Linked DNA regions of Mus musculus: all the other regions are linked to region 1. Evidence: chromatin contacts called from public Hi-C data. All regions are on one chromosome and are shown on one strand. Each heading gives the region's core, a stretch centred on a gene start, on an enhancer-like site or on the middle of the called end of the contact. The rest is flanking DNA. Distances are from core to core; before and after follow the strand shown.

Region 1 (3,569 bases), core at 274-2,773:
CCTGCAAGGTGGCTGGGACCTGTGCCCTCCCTGGGGCCATTTGCTTACAGGTATGCCTTATGAGCACACCAGAGAAACCTGGAGGAACTCAGGAGGATACTGTGACCTCTAATGGTTGAGCCTGTTTTGATAGAGCACTGGTATAATTTTAAGATAAGTACCTCTAGAAATAACAGTTTCTCCTTTAAAATAGCATATTGTACGTGTGTGCATGTGTGTGTATGTGTGTGTGTGTATGTGTGTTTGTGTGTGTGTGTGTGAGAGTGTGACTAAGTGTGTATGAGTATGTGTGAGTGTACGTGGTATGTGTGTGTGTGTGTGTGTGTGTGTGTGTGTGAGTGTGGCTAAGTGTGTATGAGTATGTGTGAGTGTACGTGGTATGTGTGTGTGTGTGAGAGTGTGGCTAAGTGTGTATGAGTATGTGTGAGTGTACGTGGTGTGTGTGTGTGTGTGTGTGTGAGTGTGGCTAAGTGTGTATGAGTATGTGTGAGTGTACATGGTATGTGTGTGTGTGTGTGTGTGTGTGTGGTGTGTAGAAATGTCAATGTTCTTTTGTCTTGTCCTTGTTTCCCACTTGCCTCTGTGTCTGCATTCCAGCATGAGGCTAGGGAGGTCTGCAGGGATCTCAGTACTTTCAGGCAGGTGTTAACATGTGCACCTACTGTGTGCTGGATGGGGAGACACTCCTGTGGGATATTCTAGTCTGCTTCTCTGTGTATATGTAGATGGTGCCAGGGGCGGGTATGAAGTAGCTCTGGGAGCCCACTAGAGTGAGGCGTGCAAGGATGAGGGTGGATGTGAGCTGGGAGACAGGCGAGGGTCTAGCAGCTTTGTGGGCAGGGCGGAGTGCAGCTGCTCTCCTGGCTGGGCCACTTCTCACCATGTCGCTGAGTCGCAAGGCAAGCACAAGCCTTGATTTTGGCTGGGTGTGAGGCTGGGTGTGCCAGGCACACTTGAGCCCTCCCCACACGAGGCCCCCAGGACATATTGCACATCAAATCCCTGGACCGAGGCCCTTCCCAGATGGCGTGGCTTGCCTGTGGGGAGCGGTGGAGGAATGCTGAGCTTGGCCAGTCCCTTTCTGGCTTCTGGCCCCACACCTCCCCTTTCCTGAGTGGGTTGTGGAGCAGCTTCTGGGACCTGAGACCCTGATAGTACCTGCACTGTTCCCTCCGAAGGGGTGCAGAAGCCAGCACTTTGAGGGGACCCTCTGCCGTCTCGCTACCCCTCCCTCTTTTGTCTATGACTATTGAGAAGAATCTGAGTCTGTGTTCAAGCCCGGAATCAAATCGCGTCTGCAATTTGTCAAATTATGCAGAGGAGACAGCGAAGAGAAAGGGAAGCAGTTTGATTCTATTATGTGGAAATTAGCCTGAAACAGAGGCTGTTCGCCTGTTAGAGCAATTTCTCTCCATTTGTTTCTGGGGAAAATTGCCTATGCGCCAGTCCTCCTCTGCTTCTGGCTGACGGTCCCCAGGCTGGAGGTGCAGTGAGGCAGGGCTGCAGGGTACCAGCCTGTGGGTGGGCGGCTCTCTTAGCCGCTCCAGAACAAGGGTGGGAAGTTTCCCCTGGTATGCTTGGGCATGAGGGGAAGGGGCATGTGTCAAGCCCTCTCTCTGCTCCTTGTCTGCCACTGAGACATTTCTTACATGCCTTTGGATTTCTTACATGCAGTTGGCTCCCTGCGAGAAGGGCCCAGCCACAGTAGGACAGAGTGTATGATGAAAGGCATCAGGCTGGCGTGGGAAGTTATAGGTGAATTGACCTAGGAAGGACAGCTCTGCTGGAGGGGACTTGGCAGCAGGAGGTACTGCCTCTGTCAAATGTCAGAAGATGGAGCTCTGATAATAGACTCCAGGGCTTGCAGGCTAGCTCTGTTTTATGGGGCAACGCTGTCTGGGAAAGCCTGGTGGGTGGGGCTTAATGCAGGCCCCTCCCCTTCACTGAGTCCCCTATGGCTCAAAGCTGCTAAGGTACCACACAGACCCTCTGCCTCCACACTGTGCTATGACCTGTGCTGTGGTTCCTGACTATGGGTGGAAGCCTAGGCTCATCAGGAAACTGCATCTCCCCAGATTAGCCTACTTCAACCCTCTGACTCCAGTCTATACCCAAGAGCCCTGAACAAAGCCAAGCAAGGTACAGATGGTTGAGGTCTGACCCTGGGGTGCTGGGGCAGAGATCCAAGGGCAGACTGCTTGGGTGGTGGGATCTTCATTGCCCAGTCGATTATGGGAAATTCCTATGGAATTAGTAAAGTATACCTCTGGGTTCGTCTGTGAGGACGTTTCTAGAGAGCAGTGGACTAGATACAGGGATCGATTATTGATTGATTGATTGATTGATTGATTGATTGATACAGGGTTTCATTACTGTAGCTTCATTGGTCTGGAACTTGCTACATATGTAGAGCAGGCTGGCCTCAAACTCACAGAGATCTACCTGCCTCTGCCTCCCGAGTGCACCACCATGCCCAGCCCGTGGACCATTTCTTGAGAGTGACATATTATGGCAAGGTAAGAAAATGTACAAAGTGACCCAATTGAAGGATGTTAGAAGAATTGTGTCACTAGGGACTGTGTCTTCTGTGTATGTGTGTGTACATGTGTCTGTCTGTCCACAGTGGTCAGGCATGGAGGTCGGAGGACAACCCCAAGCACTCTCATCGGGTGCCTTCCGCTATTGTGTTTGTGTGGGAGACTCGTTTCCTCACTAACCTGAAACTCATCAAGGCGGGTGAGACGGGTCAGCCAGTGAATGTGGGGTTTTGAGGGAAGTACCTTGACTCTACCCAGTCACAGCAAGTCCTCCCCTCATGACGCATGTGGTAGCGCTCTGTCAAGTGAGCCCCTTAATTTTTCTCAGCGGTATTTCTGCCATTCATGTGTACACTCATGGAGCGATGTAGGTAGAACACTGAGCTGCAATCTGGGTCAAGGTAGCTATGTGTCCCTGACCCTGAGGTCTGTGAAGATTCTGGGTGCTATCAGAGTCGCGGGCAGACGCTACAGCCCACAGCAGTGTGCCACAAGGCCCACATTTCTCCCCTGAAAACCCTAGTCCACTCTCTGGAGCATGCCAACTGTCCTTGTTCAGTGGGCTAGGAGAGGGGACGATCCTCAAATACTGATGATGCACTTGGGCCAACCCTGGCCCCTGTTTTTTGCTCTCCAGGTTTGGTTACAGGTTGACAAAGACTGGCCTGGAAAGTTGAGCAGGGCCGTTCTCATCTGTTGTTATGGTTACAGGAGGGAAAACAATTTCCTGTGAGGTATCTCCTGATCACTCCTGTCGGATGCTGGGGCAGATTAGCCAAGCTCCGTGGCGACGGCTCTCGGCTCTGCCGGAGACCAAACGACATTCATTTTGACCTCATACATGGGGTTACCGTCTGCCAGCTCAGTCAGGGGAGATAGACGGAATCTCATTAAAACCATCAGAGAAGCACGTGGCTGGTTTTATTGCACTGGTAAAATTGCCTTTGCCTTATTCTCTCCAAATGCCAGATCACAGACATCACAAACCGTGGAGGAACCTGGGTGCATTCAGAGCAGGTGGTAGGCAGCCAC
Region 2 (3,569 bases), core at 471-2,970, 110 kb after region 1:
GAATCAGGAGGATTACAAGTTCAAGGCCAACCTGGGCAGTTCAGTGAGACCCTGTCATAAGATACCCTGTCAAACGTAATAAGAGAAGAGAGAGGAGGCCGTAGTCCAGCAGCAGGGCGTGTGCCTAGCGTGCTCACAGCCCCGGATCCTCTCTCTACCCCCCGAAAAGTGAAACAAAAGCACACAGCTGTTTCATTTATGCTCACGCGCACATCAGCTAAACGCTGCACCAAGGGACAACACATCCGCACAGATGCACACCCCGGAAGTAGGGCTGGCTTTACACAGACAAGAACAGCTGCCGTCAGAGCGCAGGACAAACGCGAGCATCCCCAGCACCCCAGAAGCCCAGTGCACAGGGCGACCAGCTCAGCCTGGCTTGGGTTGTTCTGTATCAGGGCATTCAAGGCAGTCTGTCCTTTGACCCTGGCTCCTTCAGGTCTTTCTGTGCTTTTTAACATGCACCGAATGCTACATACAGCAGCGGCCGTCTTACTCGAGGAGAGCCAATGTCCACACTGAGTACCTCTGGCTTGCAGCTACTGAAGGCCGCTCTAACATCTATGAACCTGATGTGTGGTGTTTTGTGAGGAGGAGACCCAGCGGTGGGAGCACAGAGCAGTCTCTGCTCAGCTTGAGCAAACAAGGTACCACCTCACAAAGGATGTGGCATGGGACACACATGTCTCTGCTGCCAGGTCACATTTTCTCTCCTTTTTCTCTGGCCACTCCCTGCAGAGGTCAGGTCACAAGGTGATCACAACTGGAGTCCTCCTGACAACCAACAACGTTAACCCTTTCTCCACCCGTGGGGTGCTGGGGTGCCTAATTTGCTGAAGTTACAGCTTCCATATTTTTGCCTGTTTTGGATTGATTTGCATCACCTCTGTTTTTTAAGAAAAGGCTGCGTTTGGGGTTTCTCATTCTGAGCATGTGTCTTTTGTCAGGCAGGAGTGTTGTGAGCCCGGTCCTTCTGTTTTGGTTTGGTTTGGTTTGGTTTGTTTTTTTGTTTTTGTTTTTTTTGGCCTCACTGTGCCTCTGGGCTAGCATCCCTTTGATCAGCACTCCCATTTGGACAGCACCACCGAATCAGTTTCAGTTCAGTTTCCCCCAGCCCGCTCCATTTTGAGCCATCTCCGCATCAGGATGATCCTGAGCTACGGCCCTGCACCACGAGCTCTTCCTACCCTTTGTTTCAGCCCCATCTTGACAGGCAGGCCTTTCCTCCCCTGTCTACATCATTGATAAGAGTATCAGACAATGCAGGACTGATGTCAGTCCCCCGTGGCGCTGCAGACCTCCCCGCAGGGTTACACGGGGCCATTAGCTGACGCCTTTGTCTATAATTATATACAACAGGCAACATTCACTTAGCAGATCATCTGGGATGCGTTTCCCATTTCATCCTCAAGAACCACACGGCAGACTCTGCCAATGCCTGCTGAAGTCACCGCAATCACCGGTCCCTCTTCTACAGGCTAAGGACCGTGACAAGGAGAGACAAGGAGGTTAGTCTCGCACGATCAGCTCTCAGAAGCCAGCATCCATCGTCGGGGAAGGGAGGCCTGCGGGGCTTGCCAGCACTGTATTCTCTCTGCTCTAGGATGAGATGTGTGCTAAAAGCTGATATTTTAAGAAATCGGCAGGGGCCCTTCAAACCAGAGCAGGGTTCTCTGACTGAGCTGAGGCAGGTTGCCTAGCAACCAACTCTCATTACGTCATTGCTAGACAGATTCTGAGGACTCCGGCCCCCAGAAATATGAGTACCTGAGGGAGAGGGGAGGCCACACAAGTAGAGATGGCAGGAGGGCCACTAAGGACTGGCCTGGGAAGACCTGGGAGGCTTCCTGGAGGAGGTGATACTATTAGTGTCCATGCAGATGGTGTTTGGGACTTGGGATGAGACCTGAAGTATTGGTGGCTTTTCTGGTTCCTGTGATAAAATACATGACAAACACAACTTACATCAGGAAGTGTTTCTTTTTTCTTGTATTTGGAGGGAGTAGTCCATTATTGTGGAGAAGGCGTGGCAGGCACAGCGTGAGAGAGTTGAGCACAAAGGTCTGAGGGAAGCAGAGAGAGATGACGTCTTCCTTTGTACCCACAGGATCCCAGCCGGATGGTGCTGCTTCCCTTCAGAGTGGCTCCTCCCTCCTCAGCTAAGTCCCTCGGGAAATGCCCTCACAGAGCACACACGTGCCTCTAGGTAATCCCAAGTGCAGTCAAGTTGTTGCTAAAGTGAACCATATCCCCTGGACCCTCCTTTGCAGTGCCTCAGAGACAGAGGGGCTCACTGCCTCTCAGCCACAGCCTGGAGGTTCCCAGAACCTATGACATCAGACAGCAGCCCTAGGGCCTCAGCTCTGGAGTCCCACACACCATCACAAGTGCTGGGGTACTGACTAGGTGCCTAGCTCTAAGAGATTCATGTGTCCTGTGCAACGGTCTCACAACGGCACACATTTATCAGAACAGAGCAGGAGCCTCTCTGCTGTAGATACCTGGTATCTCACAAGCCCCTCCATCTCCTTAGAAGCCAGGATCCCACCATGTCCCTGTGGTCACCATCTTGACATTGCTTGTCACCTTCAAGCATAGCCACCATTTATGGCTTTGCCCAGGCTCTGGCACAAAGGATGCTCAGCTCTGCATTGCCCCACACTGCACCCTCTTAGCTGGCACAGCTTCAGTCCCAGGTCCTGTATTTTCCAGCCCTACAGGGCTCCTCTGGCTTCTGTGTCCCCGTCTACTGGATGGATAGGATCATTGCTGTCTAGCCTTGGCTGCCTCATGCCTCCGCTTCTAGACACCCCTAGGGGACATTGGCCACACAGGTCTGTAACCAGCAAACCCTCCTGGCCAGTCTAAGCCAAAGCCACATCCCCTCTCTCCCACTGAGTCCTCTCCAAGGCAGACACCCTGGCTCTATTGCATACTCAGGAAAGCAATTTCTTCTCTACCAGCCTTTGCATATCAGGTAGGAGGATCTGAGTCACTGTCCCCAATCAGTCCGTGGGTCTGGAGCCTGAGGCGGCAACAGAAAGGTGTGACAGGACAAGGACCCTGAAATAGGGATAGTCCTAGATGTGGTCATAGTGTCCCAGGAAAGAGGCAGGAGGGTCAGAGTCCAGAGGACACAGGAAGGAGCTATCAGAGGACAGACCTGTGGTGCTGGCTTTGAAAATGGGGAAGATGCCAGAGTGTAGGCACCTCCAGGAGCAGAAAATACCAACCGGGAAGACCTGAGGCCTAGTCAGGGTCACTGCCTTGGAGCCTTTTGAGATGGGGTGATTTTAGGTTAGAGTAGAGTGTACCTCCATACTGACCTTTATGGGACCCTCTTGGGAGTCTGAGGATTTTGTCTTAGAGACATCTATCTAGCAGTCCCTTGAAAAAACAGTGTCTCTGCTTGAGAACACAGAAGACACCTGTACCCAAAGGGCTGTGTTGAGAATCTTAGACAGTGACCAGGAGGAGGGGGATACCCAAAAGCCCTGCCCATCCTCTTCCCATCCCTCCTGCCCTTGAGCAGTTGGAGATGCCCCCTGGGTATCCCCTCATCCCTGCAT
Region 3 (3,569 bases), core at 425-2,924, 110 kb before region 1:
ATTCCACTGGCGGGATTTTTGTGAAGAATGTCACTGGAAGCAGACAGGGGTAGGGTGAGGGGTCACGTTAGCTGGTGGTAGCTAGTTCAGTAGGAAGCTGATCTAGTCCTGACCCCTTTTGGAGACCAACAGGGACGCAGAAGAGCCTGTGAGGTGGGTTGCTTTACATGAGGTGAGGGACCCTGGGGCCCATGGAGACTAAGGCTGGAGGTGCCTGTCCCTATGGTCAACCTGAGTCCATTGAACCTGCTGCACCACCTGGCCTGGTGGACCACAGTCATCCGGAATGAGGAGGGCACCTCAGAAATGACACTACTGAAGGGTGGTTCAAAGGGTTTCATGGGAGATCAGATCTGGTTGGCTGAGGCCATCTTTGGTTCGCAAGGAACAGGAAAGACAAGGCCAACACATGTCATCTCATGAATGGAACAGCCCCACTGATGTGACAGCATCTAAACTGGCAGATATAACTGGAACTGCAGAGGGCAGAATGTTGGGCTCTGTTCCCAACTCAGCTGACCAATTCATGTAACCCAGACCAGGAGGGAAACCAGGCCAGGGTAGTGAATATTTGTGAACCTAATGCAGAGATTTGCAAACCCGGGCCTGGTCTCCTAACCGACATCTTTCTACCTGGGAGCACACTAGCCACAAGGGGGCGCTCGAGCTCCACCAGTGCTCATGGCTGGCTCGGCCCTTTCAGTGATTCAGGGATTCCGTTTCTGAAGCCAGGCTGTGGCTCCAGAAGGCCCAGCAGACCCGGGAAGTCTTCCTGGGACTGAGGGCGTGGAGAATGGGTGACTGAGACTGGCTGGACCCTGCGACACCTCCGGTCGTGGAAATGGCTGTGTTATGCTAGAATAAGGGCCAAAGGGCAAGGGTGAGCCGAATGGGGACAGGGCGACACGAAGACTTCCCCAGTCTGGTGACTTCTCTCCCCGAAGCCTGTAGGCCTCCCCTCAGGAGCCAGGGAGCAAGGAGTGGGACCCATCTCAGGGACGGCTGAATAATGCATGGTACACAAACCGAGGCATCAACACTAAGTGAGGGGGAAGGGAAGGGAAACCCAGTCTGTGTTAATATTTATTAAACCCACAGCCCGTCATTCAAGAGCCTCATAAATATTAATTCCTAGTTAAACATTTATATGAACGAGATTGCTTCTCCTCCCCCTCAAAGAACCTGTTTGAAGCTGGTGGTTATGGTGGCCTTGGGGGAAGAGGGGGTCTCCAGGGAACGCTTGGGCTAAAACAAGTCTGCTGGCCTTCTCACGACTTTGCAGCCTCTGGCCCCAACCAGCGCCTGCTTTAGTCAGAACCTGTCTGTTTTCCACACCCAAGTGCCCTAATGGCTCCAGCTGACCTTCAGGTACCTGCCAAGACCTCCTGGTGAAGGCCCTCGTCTCAGGCTACAAAACCAGTATTTCTAACAATTAGCTCCTGCTTCTGTCCATCATGTACATGTAGCAAGGTTTAGTTGGCAGGGGATGGTGGGAATCTGGGAGAAGGGATCAGACGTGGTGCCAATGCCTGGACTCCTGGCAGCTTGTTCTCCAGCAGGCTGGGTGCCGGTCTCTGGGGTCAGAGCATCTTCAGGCTGTATTCCTGGCTGTCCCAGTCCCAGGGCCAGCAGTGTCTTTGTTCTGCTCACTTTGACTATTGCTGTGGCGGAGTGGTGACTGGGGGTCGCTAGGCCCCGATCTCTGTCATCACATGAATAGAACATGTCTGCCCCACGTTCCCCACCCCAGCCCTCTCACATTTTGTTAAAGCTCACTCAGCTGTAATCCAGCCGTAGCCAACTTGTAACATGGTATAGCATGGGGATCCAACTTCATTTTGTTCCACATCACAAGCTGCTTACCCGGCGACTGTGTCCCCCCTGATGTGCAGGGTCCCCTCTGACCTACATGAGCTCTCATGTGCCTGTTCAGAGTCAGTGTGCTCCTTGGTGGCACCTTGCCTGCTTTCTGTCATTTTATTTTTAGTTGCCATGGCTATGCAGCCTGTCTCCATCCTGGCAGAGCGTGCCCTTCCCCTGCCTTCTTTCCAATCAGCTTCCCCATTCAAGGGCTTTTTATTCTTCCTTGCAGGCTGAGAATAGGGTTGTCGAGTTTCCGAAAAGAGCCTTCAGGAACTGTGATTTGAATGACATTAACAGAGAGACTAATTTGGGGACAATTGTTGGCGGTGCTATCCAGAGCCCCCCCCCACTCCCCCACCCCCATGTCTGACCACTGCACCTTCTCCTTTTAGTTGCTCAGCTGAGTCCTTTCACAGGGCCTAGCCATTCTCTGGTAGCTTAATTCTCAGCTACTTAATTGCTTCAGCTGTTGTCGTGAACAGGCCTTATTTGCTGGCTGGGTCCTGCGGTGTGCAGGAATATTATTGATCTTTGTGGCTTTATCTTGTAGCTGTAGCCCGTTCCAGCAGTCTGCTGATCCGGTTACATTTCCTACCCAGGTGCCTTGTTATCCACAAGTCCTGGCAGCTTTATCTCTTCCTTTCCTGATCTTAAACCTCTTGTTACTTTTCTGTGACTTGCAGTGTTGCTCGGGACTTTCGGGCAGTGAGGCGATAAGGGATGCCTTTGTGTGACTTCTGGTCATGCAGAGATTGGAGCTGGGAGGTCTCTCGTGTCTGACATTTCCGGAGGGTTTGGAAGATGGGTCCCACCAGGGGAAAGAGAAGCCTTTCATTGCAGCAGCCTTCCGGGAGTTTGAGAAGTTCTGAATAGGCATTGAGGTTTACAGATCCCTTCCTGTGTCCACTGTGTCCACTGTGTCCACTGAGATACTCTCTGTGGCCACTCCCCCCAGCTCTGGGCATCTCTCACTCCTCTCTGATGGGCCCATTGCTATTACTCTTTAGCCACTTTGTTCAATGCTGTTGATTGGAAGGTGGCCTGTTGTTTTATGCACCTCTAAGAAAGAAAAAACACCGCCTATAAAACCCTGACGTGACTCTTGATCATACAGAAGCCCCACTTTATATTCAGCAAAGAACTGCTTTGGACTTATTTAATCATAGGTTTTTATCATAGCTCACGCTACACATACATAAAGAGGAAAATAAAAACAGGTTAAAGTGGGGCAACGGTGTCTGAACATGCAGAACCGCGATCCTCGGAAGTGGGTTCCAACTGGTGCTCCCAGGGCCCTTGCTTTTTCAGTAGACTCAGACCTAGTGCCACAGGAGAACACGCAGATTGCAGCGTTCACAAATAGATGAATCCCGTCTCTCAGGCTCCGTGCAGAGCTGCTGGCATCAGTCTGAAGGCACTGAAATTTCCTGATCTGACTGGAATCTTCCAGAAGGCTTATAGACAACTCCGGCGAAACACTTTCTCCAAATGGCACTTGGTGCCATGTCAGTAGGCCCTGGCTGTTTAGGCCCCTGGAGGTGCTGGGTCTGCTCGCAGCACGATCACACAGGCTGCTGCCTGAACCCTCAGGCTGGGGGCCCATCTGTGCATGCAAGTTGTAGGGACATGATTGCTTCCAGACCTGATGTCACCATGCACTGCGATGGAGCACATGGCTGAGGTGACCTGGTCCCACAGTCATGGCA

What was found. A called contact is a pair of places that touch in the nucleus more often than the background predicts.
Region 2: a Hi-C map of the N1E-115 cell line shows a contact between it and region 1, with 2.8 times the contacts expected there. The contact joins the enhancer-like site here to the promoter of B020018J22Rik in region 1. A contact is called at or near these places in 10 of 39 promoter capture datasets (the 3T3-L1 cell line, cranial neural crest, embryonic stem cells and 6 more), 1 of 484 Hi-C or Micro-C datasets (the N1E-115 cell line) and 5 of 115 datasets of contacts at active chromatin or transcription factors (SST interneurons, cardiomyocytes, differentiating embryonic stem cells and 2 more).
Region 3: a contact with region 1 is called in a Hi-C map of the N1E-115 cell line, with 4 times the contacts expected there. The contact joins the enhancer-like site here to the promoter of B020018J22Rik in region 1. A contact is called at or near these places in 4 of 39 promoter capture datasets (embryonic stem cells, epiblast stem cells, liver and 1 more), 3 of 484 Hi-C or Micro-C datasets (the N1E-115 cell line, embryonic stem cells and nephron progenitors), 1 of 115 datasets of contacts at active chromatin or transcription factors (embryonic stem cells) and 1 of 9 other capture datasets (embryonic stem cells).

The regions. Positions count from the first base shown.
Region 1 is chr12:112,433,292-112,436,860 of GRCm38.p6, reverse strand. It overlaps B020018J22Rik (Riken cDNA B020018J22 gene), which reads left to right and starts at 1,523. Exons shown (of 3, transcript NR_045950.1): 1 at 1,523-2,516.
Region 2 is chr12:112,327,917-112,331,485 of GRCm38.p6, reverse strand. Gm29890 (a long non-coding RNA gene) reads left to right here. Exons shown (of 5, transcript XR_001780725.2): 4 at 1-1,508; 5 at 2,108-3,569. Among named protein-coding and RNA genes, the nearest start is that of Gm29890, 11 kb to the left of the region's middle. Within about 2 kb of position 1,720, at least 73 of the 459 cell types and tissues checked have an H3K27ac peak or open chromatin away from gene starts, as enhancers often do. A contact at or near this core is called in the N1E-115 cell line, SST interneurons and hippocampal neurons, where this site is marked.
Region 3 is chr12:112,540,231-112,543,799 of GRCm38.p6, reverse strand. No RefSeq gene overlaps it. Among named protein-coding and RNA genes, the nearest start is that of Gm40584, 6.4 kb to the right of the region's middle. Within about 2 kb of position 1,674, at least 48 of the 459 cell types and tissues checked have an H3K27ac peak or open chromatin away from gene starts, as enhancers often do. A contact at or near this core is called in the N1E-115 cell line, where this site is marked.